Linked DNA regions of Mus musculus: region 1 is linked to region 2. Evidence: chromatin contacts called from public Hi-C data. All regions are on one chromosome and are shown on one strand. Each heading gives the region's core, a stretch centred on a gene start, on an enhancer-like site or on the middle of the called end of the contact. The rest is flanking DNA. Distances are from core to core; before and after follow the strand shown.

Evidence for each region. A called contact is a pair of places that touch in the nucleus more often than the background predicts.
Region 1: a contact with region 2 is called in a Hi-C map of the AML12 cell line, with 2.1 times the contacts expected there. The contact joins two enhancer-like sites. A contact is called at or near these places in 10 of 484 Hi-C or Micro-C datasets (the AML12 cell line, the G1E-ER4 cell line, the HL-1 cell line and 2 more).

The regions. Positions count from the first base shown.
Region 1 is chr10:108,654,149-108,660,312 of GRCm38.p6, forward strand. The region is part of intron 4 of Syt1 (synaptotagmin I); the gene reads right to left. Among named protein-coding and RNA genes, the nearest start is that of Gm5136, 43 kb to the right of the region's middle. Within about 2 kb of position 2,898, at least 4 of the 459 cell types and tissues checked have an H3K27ac peak or open chromatin away from gene starts, as enhancers often do. A contact at or near this core is called in the AML12 cell line, where this site is marked.
Region 2 is chr10:108,447,080-108,452,627 of GRCm38.p6, forward strand. It overlaps Gm36283 (predicted gene, 36283), which reads left to right. Exons shown (of 3, transcript NR_155870.1): 2 at 3,890-4,143; 3 at 4,455-4,537. Among named protein-coding and RNA genes, the nearest start is that of Gm36440, 5.0 kb to the left of the region's middle. Within about 2 kb of position 1,547, at least 15 of the 459 cell types and tissues checked have an H3K27ac peak or open chromatin away from gene starts, as enhancers often do. A contact at or near this core is called in the AML12 cell line, where this site is marked.

The DNA of each region.
Region 1 (6,164 bases), core at 1,648-4,147, 210 kb after region 2:
TGTTAGTATCGTAGTTTTTATTTTTGAAAATTTCTCCCCCCCCTTTGAGACCCTCTTATATCATCTCAACTGGTTTGACCTTCTATATCAAACTGAACAATGATTAAGAGATAGAATTATCTCAGACTGTCAGACCAGAACCCAGAGAATATGAATGTGGCTTCTGTAGCATGATGCTTAGAGCTGAGATCACATGGGTTTTGTGATCCAGCTTTGATTCTCTCACCATATTGTCCAGAGTTTTGTGAGCACAATGAAAACTGACTAGGCAGTTTTATTAAAGAACAGTTTAGTTTTGTAAAACATATTAGAGAGTATTCCTATCAGGTTTCTTTGAGCTAATCCCCTAAAGCAATAGAATAAAAATTTGTCAATGATTATAATATAGGACCATAGTAAATGTAATATAGATCACGGATATACTCTAAGTTCTGCCTTTTTAATTGCCAAATGATTTGATCCTGTTTTGTCAACTCTAGGAACCTCAGTATTATCGGTACAATGGGACACGGAAGGAAGGGTTTAATCATCTGTGTGATATGTGACATGTGAATGTGTAATATGATTTAGAATAGTAGACAGCATAGAGGGACACGTTAAAGATTTTGTTATTATTCCTAATAACTTTTATTAAATTTCATAGCTTGAAAATACTAAAACCTTTGCCTTTTCCCCCTGCCACGTTACCTGCATGAAATACAGATGGTCTCATATGTGTGACATAACTCACAATGTTTCCAACACGTTCTGACTTAGGGATAGATGCGACTGTCAGGCAACATTCTGAAACAAAGACTGCTGATAAAAACCTAAAGTCAAGACATTTTGATAGTTCTCAAGAAATTCATGGAGACAGGATGAGAAAAAGAATCAAACTTTGAGGAGAATAAAATAGTCATCAGAAGCCACAAGATACTGTAAGCCTCTAGAATATTAAGCTTATGGTACCGGAAGGGGACATTTTGCATCTCTCTGTAGTCTCAATAACTGGACCACCCAGGCAATACCATCGGAGATAATGTTTTAATACAGTAGTCACGATGTTAGTGGCAAAAACGGCATCCTTTCTGTTGGCAGTGAAAGGTCCGCTCAAACACATGCGCGTGATGCCCCGTGTGGGTGCTGGTAACAGATGTCTTCAGTGCTTGGCTTTCTTTGCCTTCAGAACTGGCTCAGAATTTAGAGACCGAGAAGCCTACCTCCATGCCGCGCTGACTACCTCATGAATACTGACTGGCATTTAATTAGTGATCATTTTTATTATGAATCAACTTTATATTCCATGCTTCCATGGAATGATTTATGAAAATACTTGTGCTTATCATTTCAATGAGTCAATATCCCCTTTATTTATGATGGGAAATTTAAGCTTACAGAAAGTAATGTGAATCTTAAAAGATTCTTGAAAAAAAAAAAGTCATGGCCCAGTCTCACACTTAATTCTTTGAACCATCAAACTCTTCTAATTAATCCACTTTCTGGTAACTCCTGTTTCAAAGCAATGCTTCCAAGCTACCTGAGACACTACATTTGGTCTCCTACTATTCTATAGTTCTAATGGAGATGGCTGCTTTTCTTCTATCCCTTTTTCTAGAAAACCTTTATCTTCTGCTATCTCTTCTCCTAATTTTCCTGAAAACAGGGCTCCATAATATTCTTCTGTTGATTTTGACTAGGATTAAAACATTAACCCAAAGTATTTAGGTTAATCATATTTTAATATGAATTTATATTTTAATTCATAGTTTAATATGAATTAGTAAAACAATGACATAGAGGATTTTACTAAAGCATCAAAGGTAGAAAATGTAATGGAAGGGACAGCTATATTCTGCATTTTAATTTTTTTGTATTTTACATTATTAGAATGACCAAAGTCAGAGCCTGGCCACTATGATTGTAGAGTTTTTATGGCTGTTATGCTGTTAGGCTTACATATCTTGAAATCCAGCTAATGCCTAGAAGAAATGTAATTGTCTCAACAGACTTGTGGCTTTTGAAAATTCTTCCAAATACTTCAGTAGATGGATTGCTTAATATGTTTAGGCCAATGCCTTTCCAGTAATGTAAAAGTCAGTATTTGAAGTTCACTTGAATGACTAAAAATTGGCAAATTTACTGTGCTGATATGGGCAAATTGTTTGACTTAGGGTCAAATTAGTACCTATGAGAAATAAATTTATTTTAAATTAAATATTGTTGAGTAGAAAGGGAGAAAATACCAGAGTGCTGGTCATAAAATTGCTGGAAAGAAGATCTTGAGAGGAGAAAAAAAGAACAACAAAATGAATGGAGTAGGGTGTGTGTGTGTGTGTGTGTGTGTGTGTGTGTGTGTGTGTGTATGTGTGTTAAGCACTCACCCAGAGAAGGAGCTCACTGGTGTACAAGTAATGAGTGAATGTACTACTTTCTTCAGTCCCTGCGGTCTGAAATCTTCTTGACCATTTGTAACAAATGGAAGATAAACTATGACTGCATCCTAGAGACTCTCCAGGGAAACTATGCATTTGTGTTACATGGGCTAGATTCCCCTGACACTTTTGTTCTACTTTGCTCTTTGGCACCTTTTCTGGCTGTCTCAGAGCAGTACAACTTTCAAGATGGATAGGAGGAGGGGAAGAGATTGGGATGGTAGAGCATTCCCAGGACAACAGGGTGAGCTATTTCAGCTCCAACAGCCCCCCAGAAAATGGCAAAGAAAGCAGTTGGATCCACACTGTTAGAGGAAATCAGGTGCTGTGTTTATGGGATTATGTGGGTATGAAGGGCAGATACAATCTCAAGACTACAAACATGAAGATAAGCACTAGCTTAAAGATGTATGCTCTTCCATAAAGGACCACAACGCCATGGAGTTGGCCATGAACATGGTTGCGTAATATTTACTGCAAAAGTGATCTTGGCTCTATTCCTCACCTCAGCCCCACCAAGTTAACACTGTGGAGTTTACAGCAGCAGATGCTAACACCTACGGCTAGAAAAATACCACAGAAGAGTTATGAGGTTGGAGTTAGATAAGAGAAGTGTCTGTTTCGTTAGAAAGTCAAGATAGCTACTAGCTATTTTGAGATGTTTTATAATTTTCTAGGCAATGTTCCAACTGTGCTATAAAATGAAATGGGCTCCTCTGAAAACAGCAATGTATAATAAGTCAGAGACTTGGTTAATCCCAACTCGTCAGACTCTGATCAATACAAAGCAATAGGAAATAAATTCCTGAAATGTTTGAGGCGTTAGGATTGTTTTGCTACTTCATTATGAAGCACAATCTCGTCTGAGTGGTTTTAAGATTAACTTTCCCACTGGCATTGTGTCAGTAGAATATGGTTTTGAATTAAAAGAATGTTTCGGATTGAACTTTAATAAATGTGAAACTTAATAAAGGAAACAACAAAAATCAAAATCAATTACAGTGTTTAGTGCTACTTCAATTTGTTATGATGTAGAAAGTGCCAGAGGTGTGGAGTGAGAGGACTCTGACTTTAAAACTCAGTGAAATTTTCTTCTTTGAGAATTTAACTTTATGAAAAGTAAGTCTGATGATATCACATTGATAATTTTGTGAATGACATGAAAATCTGTGTGAACATCTAGCATATACAGAATTTTATTTAAAAACCCACTTTTCTTATGATTAATTTATGTTTTATGTATGAGTACATTGTCTCTCTTTTCAGATACACCAGAAGAGGGCATTGGATCCCATTAGAGATGGTTGTGAGCCACCATGTGGTTGCTAGAAATTGAACTTTTAGGACCTTTGGAAGAGTAAACAGTGCTCTTAACTGTTGAGCCATCTCTCCAGCCCCACAAATACAGAATTTAATAAATGAATTTATTTATTATTAAATATGACATTTTGAAGAGTAAAGATTATATATCAAATTCTTCTCTAAAATTTAATAGATTTTTTTTTTATTCTAAAAGTATTCTCTGGAGATATTTAAAATGTTTAGTTAGATACAAATATTCAATTATAAGTGATCCTTTTCTCTCTAACGAGTTAAGGAAAAGAAAAGAGGCCTGGTTTACCTCCATAACCTGAAGGGAATGTCAGTGATTTGGAGTTAATCCAGCATGAAATGAACATTTGAATTTTAGAGAAATCTTAGATTTATGGGAATGAAGAACCTATTTCTTCAGAAGGGAGACTGAAAGAAAGAAACAGGATATCAGCTGAAATTGGAGACATAGGAACAGGGAATGGGGCCTCTCTTGATCTAAATAACTGATGCCCTCTGGATTTGAGAGAATGTATCCAATGTCTCACAGGCCAGCAAGTCTCAGAGGAAATAAAGGGTGTTGGCAGACAGTTCTGTCTGTCTTGTGTAACCATCTCTGACACTGACACAGCATCCTACTGTGTTAAACCCGTAAGCAAACTAACTTACCACATTCTGTCTCCTTGAGAAATCTGTAGGAGAGAATGAGACTTTTGAATACTGATGGACCTTAAGAACCCGGGAGGCAATGACAGGTGGCAGAGTGTGGATTTAGCAACTGTGTGAAGTAGCTAAGAGTGAGACTATTCTTGGGCCATCTTCAGCAGGTTATAGTGTTTAGGGGATGGGGGGGGGGGTGAGTTTTCTAGGTATAATGGACTCACTAGATGATCCTCAAGGTCTTTTTCCTGCTGATCTTATCATGTGGCAGGTATTTCAATAAGATAAAGCTATTCTTTTCCTTTTATGGCTCAAGGAGAGAGAGAGAGAGAGAGAGAGAGAGAGAGAGAGAGAGAGAGAGAGAGAGAGAGAGAGAGAGAGAGACAGACAGACAGACAGACTGATTGATTTACTTTTCTCTAAAACTAGAAATTTCTCCCAGGCAAACAAACTAATGATACTCACACGGATGGGAAGATTCTCATTTTCAATGTTTGAATAGATTGCGATCCTTGACTGAGGAATGAGGAAAGGAGGGAAGTAAATGGAGTTTTGTATCTTTATAAAGGGAATCAGGGAGCTAGAAATGGGAACAGTGAGATCTTCACGCTACATATTACCCAAGGCACAAGACACAGTTCATGGGGATGGTACACAAGGAGGGACTATAATTTTGTCTTGTAGCTCATGGTAACTGACCCAGAGATTCTTAAGCATAAGGATACTTTAAGCAATCTAGGTATTAGGGAAGACTTGTAAATATGTATTAATAGTCATTTTGAGCCTATGAAATTGAAAGTTTTTACTAAAGAAGAATCATGCCATAGTTTTCACTTTGTATCATTATATCGGCATTAACAAGGCGCACTGCTGTCCTCTCTTTTGCCATTGCCTTGTTTTATATGCCTAACAGTACTATACTATGTCCAGTTCAGAGGAAATCCCATTTAAGACATTAAAACCTGTGCTTGAATGGCTAACCCCATTTTAATTTTAGATCTAGGAATGGCATTTTCTTGCAGCACTATAAATATCTATCTACCTTCTTCAGAGACTGTTTTCCCTTTCATCAGAACAATGTATACGGAGTTGGTAGCGACAAAGAAGAGGACGGGGAGCAAGTTCCGGTGGAGACTGATGACAGGAATTGATGCTCTTAGTGCTGTGTGTGCAAAGCTCGCATTTTCCCAAGACAGTGAAAACTTCCTAAGACAATTTTCTCCTCATCAAAACTGCAAGTCACCTACCCCAACATTTGCTGTCCAAATTTGTCATAACTCTTTTTTAACATGCCACTTCGTTTTCTTTTCTATCCCTCATTTATAGACATTTTTGAGTTGCCTTCAAGGAATACACAATTTTGCATTCAGTCTCTTCACTGTGAAATTTCCCACAAGATTCCACGGACTCTAAGTCTGTCCAACATTATCGTGATTCACATTAAGTCAATGGGATACATGTTCGCTTTACTTGCAGCTACGCAGCCGAAGAACTATGAAGCTCTGGTGCTCAGAAGCCCATAATCAGCCCTGATTGTATCCTTTCTCTTTCCAAAGAGATAAACTTTACACAAAAACTAGAGCCAGCCCCCCCCTCATTTTTCTAACTTCCATTGGTGTAGGCAGTGATTCGTTTTTTGGCTTTTTGATGAGCTACCAAAGAGATTAGTAACGAAAGTGAAAACAGAAAAAAATAGATTTATATCTGAGAAGCTTCTGCTCATCAAAGAATTGAAGATTTATCTGACAAGGAACTAACATTGAGAATATATTAAAAATCCAA
Region 2 (5,548 bases), core at 297-2,796:
GATGTGTGAAATTATTTGACATTTCATTCCTTATCCTGAGATTTCAGAGTCTGAATGAAAATGGGCATCTTCTTATGTCATGCATTGGGGCTCAAATGTTGCATGCTCTATCTGGTTTGCTAAGCCAAAGAACTTTTGCTAACTGTTTTTTTTTTTTTAATAGAAAGGGAAGAAAAAAAAAAAAAAGCCAGGGACTGGCTCCCAAGTGTCACCACACAACAGTTGTTCTGACTCTCCGTCCCCAGTCTGAATTTGGCTACATTTGTGTCTGCGTTTAACTCACACAAGTATAAGGACAGCCGTCAGAGGAGCCAGAAACTACATCGAGAGCGCAACTGCTTTCGCAACAGCCTTTGTGACAACTAGAGTCGCTCAAGAGAATGATTTCTTTTCTGAGATGGACTCTGGGGCTCCACCCTTCTCAACTCAGCCGTTGTTCTACAATATATCTGGCCTTCGATGGAGACTTACCGTAACCTTCAAACACCACAACCTTATCACAGCTGCCACCCTGTCCCTTCTGTTGCTTCCCTGGAAACCTCTGTGGAGGGGCACTTCTCCTTGTGTTCAGGAAGTGCAAACATTAACATAAGAGCAGTTTAGTGAGGATATTTGCTTGCATCTGGGTACAAACATGAAAGGGTTCCCCCCCCCCCCGTAATTGTTACTAAGTGTACTCTGTCAAAATTCTCTGCCTGCCACTTGCCATAAGCCTCCTTAGTGGCACCTCAGCTCAGTGCCCTGGATCCCGAAAGTCTTAAGGCTGGCAGTATTCATTTTCAATGTCTAAAGTCAGTTGCTTTCAAAGTCTCTGCCTCCTCCTTCAAAGAGGTAGAGGTGATAATCCTTAGTATTAGCACCCCCCCCCACTTACTCCCCAGCCCAACCCCGACAACACTTGCTATAGGATCTGAAGGCTCTTCCTTGCCCTAGAGAGGCTGCTGTGTTCTCTGTAGGGCGTAGCTGCTTATTTGACCAGTGTTGACTACGTGGCTCTGTTTCTTTGGAGTTTTACATAGAAAATCTCATGTCTCTGGCTTTTCCCCCTCTCCAGACAGGGTTTCCCTGTGTAACCCTGGCTGTCCTGGAACTCGGCTCTGTAGACCAGGCTGGCCTCGAATTCCAGAGATCTGCCTGCCTTGGTTTCCCGAGTGCTGGGATTAAAGGCGTGTGCCCCCTGAGCCGGTTCATGTGCTGGCTCTTAGGAGGACTATACCACATATCCTTGGGGATGCTGAGTCCCCGAGGTGCGGTGATCTGCTTCGCGCCACGATACGTGCTTAATTGAGAAGCTTGTTGACTTAAACCCAGCTACCTTCTAGCCTTCTTTGTAGTTGATAAGAGCTATAAGAAACCCTTTGGTTTTTGCTACTCCAGAGAGTATCCAGTCTGGACAGCTGGCACATCCTCTGCACGTTAGCTTGTCTCTCCGGCTCCTCCTTCTGGCTCTCGAGGACCATGTGCTGGCTCAGTTCAGAGATGGTGACTCTTTCCTCTCCAAGTCACTCTTCACTCCACAGCTTGGTGTTGACAGTGGCGAGTCACATCTCTATCACGGCCTCGTCCTGTGGAGGCCTAGCCCAGTTCTCTCCAAGCAAGAAGGGACTTTGGCAGGGACTCCGGCTACTCTGTAAATTGCATCATTTGTTTTCTCGAAAGTTTTTCATCAAACAACTGCGTCTACAGAAAGGTTGACTTCCTGCAATCCCCGTTCCTCAGATCTGCGGAGTTCTTTAAACATGGACTGTAATGCAGAGTTTTATGTTGTTCTTAGTGATACTCAGTATACAGTATATTAAAGTGGAGGTAACCCAACAGTAGTAAGTGTCTATTCAGGGGAAACTAGACCCCCTCCAGATCAAAGGGACGCCAACTCTCTGGCTGTGGTAGAGACCAGATAGTTCAGTTGGGTCAGGTCACCACTGCTCTTCTAAAAAAGGCAGGACCACCCCAGGAAGGTAGACTCACCTCAAGTCATTCTTAAAACAAAAACAAAAACAAAAACAAAAACAAAAAAAACAGAAGGAGGTAGAATAATTATCCCTTTAAAGGCTACTATTCTTTTCTTTTCCTTCCCAGAATTCCTGCTCCCTAGTTCGGTCCCGGCCAACTTTGGGCCTGTCCATCTTTCTCTAAGATGCAACTTTTCTGCTTTCTCTCCCCAGTTTTTATTTGGGATGTTGGTCAGAGCCTAAATCTGTTTCTTCTGGTCCATTGGGGTATAAGAGGAATGTCTCGTCTTCCTATGGCCTTTAAAGTCCCTATTGTTCAGTGGCTCTCTTCATTCTCTCTTTTCCTATCTGGGTCTTCGTCTTCCACTGTTGGAATAGAGCCTACCTTTCTACAGTACTTCCCTCCTTTCTGGGGAGGCAGAGGAGGAGAGGGAACATCCCTTCCTAGCATCTCCTTCAAAGGAGATTGTGCGAACATTCTAATAGCGCTGGCTTTTGTGTCCTATTGATCTAGTTAGACTGGTATGTCCATCTGAAGATCAGACATCAGTGAGGGAACTGGGGCCTCATGGATGCTACGGCATCTTATGGAAGTTACTAAGGAGACTGTGATCATGGACACAACAGCCCACTTCCTCTCTGGGAGCATGGTTTGTCACATTCTGCGATATTCTCTTGTACTTGATAAAAGTCTGCTATTTGTATGCTTTACCTCAGATCTCCTAGCCTTGTGTGAGATCCAGTGAAGGAACTAATAACAGACCACTCACAAATTCATTTAAATACATGTAATTTAGTGCTAAATTTAGATCCTTGAATTCGTCTATGGCAATTGATTCAATAGGAGTAAAGGTCATTATGTCAGAGTTGATTGGAACACATTTCTGTTCACTACTGTGGCCATGGCCTTTGCTGTCCCTTTAGCTCTCCAAATCACAAGCCTCCAGCTATAGAGGCTGACCACTCTTCCCTGATGCAGTTATATCTGGCCTCTCATTAAGCCAAAGGGCTTCTCTATCCCCCTGTTGTCTCGGGGACATTACTGTCTTGCTTTCTCGTGGGTGTTTTGATCTGCACTGCAGTGGACACTTGAAGGCCACACTCTCGTACCTTTCTGCCGGCAAAGCATCGTCATTTGAACAGCCCCGGTCAGGCATTTCTGGTTAGAATTGTGTGTTAGAACCAACATAAAGGAATCGCTAAGTGAAGAGGGAGGCCATGTTGAAATAACTAGGACATGAAACTCAGGTAATGAGGGACAGTATTGAATGGCTAAGCAGGTACAGAATATCTGTATCTAACAATTATGAAAAGAACATGTTGACATTATTTATGATGGAGTTTTGAAAAATAATTCAGATATATAGGCTTAAAGGGATATAGACTAGACAATATAGAATCTAGACACTAAAGATCCGTATGTTCCTGGTAGCATGGTGAACTAATTCGAATGCCATGCTTGGCCCTTGTCTTCTTTTGTGGGTGTAAACTTACAGAACCTATTACAAGGACAGTTTGGGGGGAGCAGGTTTGTACCATGGAACCCACATCCCTGGCTGCTACAGACAATGCTAAGATGTGGATCCTTGACTTAGGCAAAACTAGTCAGAAAATTCCTTTTCGATTACCTTAAAGTTGCAAAGCTGTGGTAGCTGGATCCCAGGTTCTGTGTGGGAATTTGTTCCAGTTGGGTTTGGTTTTGTCCGGCAGAAAGCAGACAGGGAAATAAGTAGGCAAGAGGGGGACTGAGTTTTCTGTCATCTAAGGCTTGAAAGATGAGCTGTTTATCACTCTCAGGGCCTCAGGCCCTTCTCTGTCATTTCCACAGGAGTACGAGGAAACTGACTTTTAGGGCAAGGGGTAGCGAGGAGGCAGTCTTGATTTGTGTAGCATTTGCTTAATTCCTATGGTGAAAATTTTTTTCCTACCATGAACAGTTTCAAGCCACAAGGATTTCACAAGGAGCTTGCAGAAATTCCGAACCATTGAACGGTCTGCTGTCTCCAGCACGCAGGAGCCCATTCTGCCTCCCAGTTCCAGCTTCAGGAGGGCCACCCTCCATCCAGACATCAGGGTTGCGTTTCAGCAAACAGCAAGGAAGAATCAGAAGCAAAGGGTATCTTTTGTTCTCGTTTCCAGTGAACTCCCTCTGTGAGCCCTCACTGGCCAAACTTACGTACATGACACGGAGGTGAGAAATGTCTTTATTTTGGGGGCTGCCGTTTTCCGCCTTAAAAATTTAGATGTCTTGTTGTTTTTTATAAAGCAGAAGAAAATGCATCTGGTGAAAAGCTAGCAGTCCCTCTCTCACAGCAAACTCCAATTTAAATGGCAAAGAAGGCAGTTGTGTATGTGTGTGTGTGTGTGTGTGTGGGGGGGGGGGTTTGAATGAATCTCCAGGAGGGCAAGGCAACTCCTGGAGATAGCAGAAGATATGGTTGTTGGCTATTATTTAATTTTACTGTGATAACAACAGCCGTTTTCTTCCTCTCGGGAGCGCAGATCACCTGGAGGACCAAGGATGTACGCAGGCAAATGGGAATCAAATGTCCCTTGCTGCAGATGAAGCAGCTTTGGAGAGTGGCCACCTTTCAGTAACGAGAGCATTAGTAACTTCAGCTCAGATATGAAACAAACCATCTGCTTGAAGATGAACTTGCAACATCGCCAGCCTGCCCACATTCCCTTCCCCATTTTGCTCCGATAAAGGCGTTGTCTTCTTTTGAAGGTTCCCCTTACAAGTCTCCCAAAATGGAAGAAGCTGCACTAAACACAAATAGCCTCTCTCAAACACACCCACTAGGTGAGTGAGACAGACTGAAGACAAATGGGACAAACGTCATGTTAGTTGAAACACATTGGAACTTGGCAAGTAAGAGTTACTATCTGATATGTAAGTCCCTCCCACCCTGTGAGGTTTAATCAGCCAACCATTGGCTTACATGGAATTCCTCTAATCCTTATCATCACGTGCAATTACTGAAATGAATACCAGGTTTTAGAAATGCTACAACAGTTCCTGACAGAATGATAATCAACGGCTATACCGTATGGGTCAGATCCGAGATAGAATAGGCGTTCCTAAGACTATGCTTAAGGAAGAGTTGGAGCAGATAGGATTTTCACACAATGGTCAAACATGAGGCTGTTCGTGAAGCCAAGGCAAGCTCTCTGACGGGATGCGAGCACGGAGAGCATTTTACTCCCGGCTATGTCATGGATCCTGCAAGAATGGGTTACATGGACATGATGTGGTGGCGGAATTGAATACCGCAAACCTCGTGCCTAAATATCTGTTGGACGGCACTGGGAAACCAGGCAGGCGCGGTTTACCTGGGAGTAAGGCGTGGATAACCCCACCAGAGTAGTATTTAGTTCACAGAGCAGGGCATTTGAAGCTATTGAAAAATATATACTATTTTTCACAGATTATTCAGGAAGAAGTATTACCCCCTAAAATTTTCATATGCATGGCCTAACAGATCCCCTTTTCTGTTTAATCCGGTTAAGCTAAGGAGCCCTGACTAATACACCTGACTAATAGGGCGCAGGGAAGAATTCCTCAGGCTTGTGGGTGTGTTAGAAAGACTTGCTAA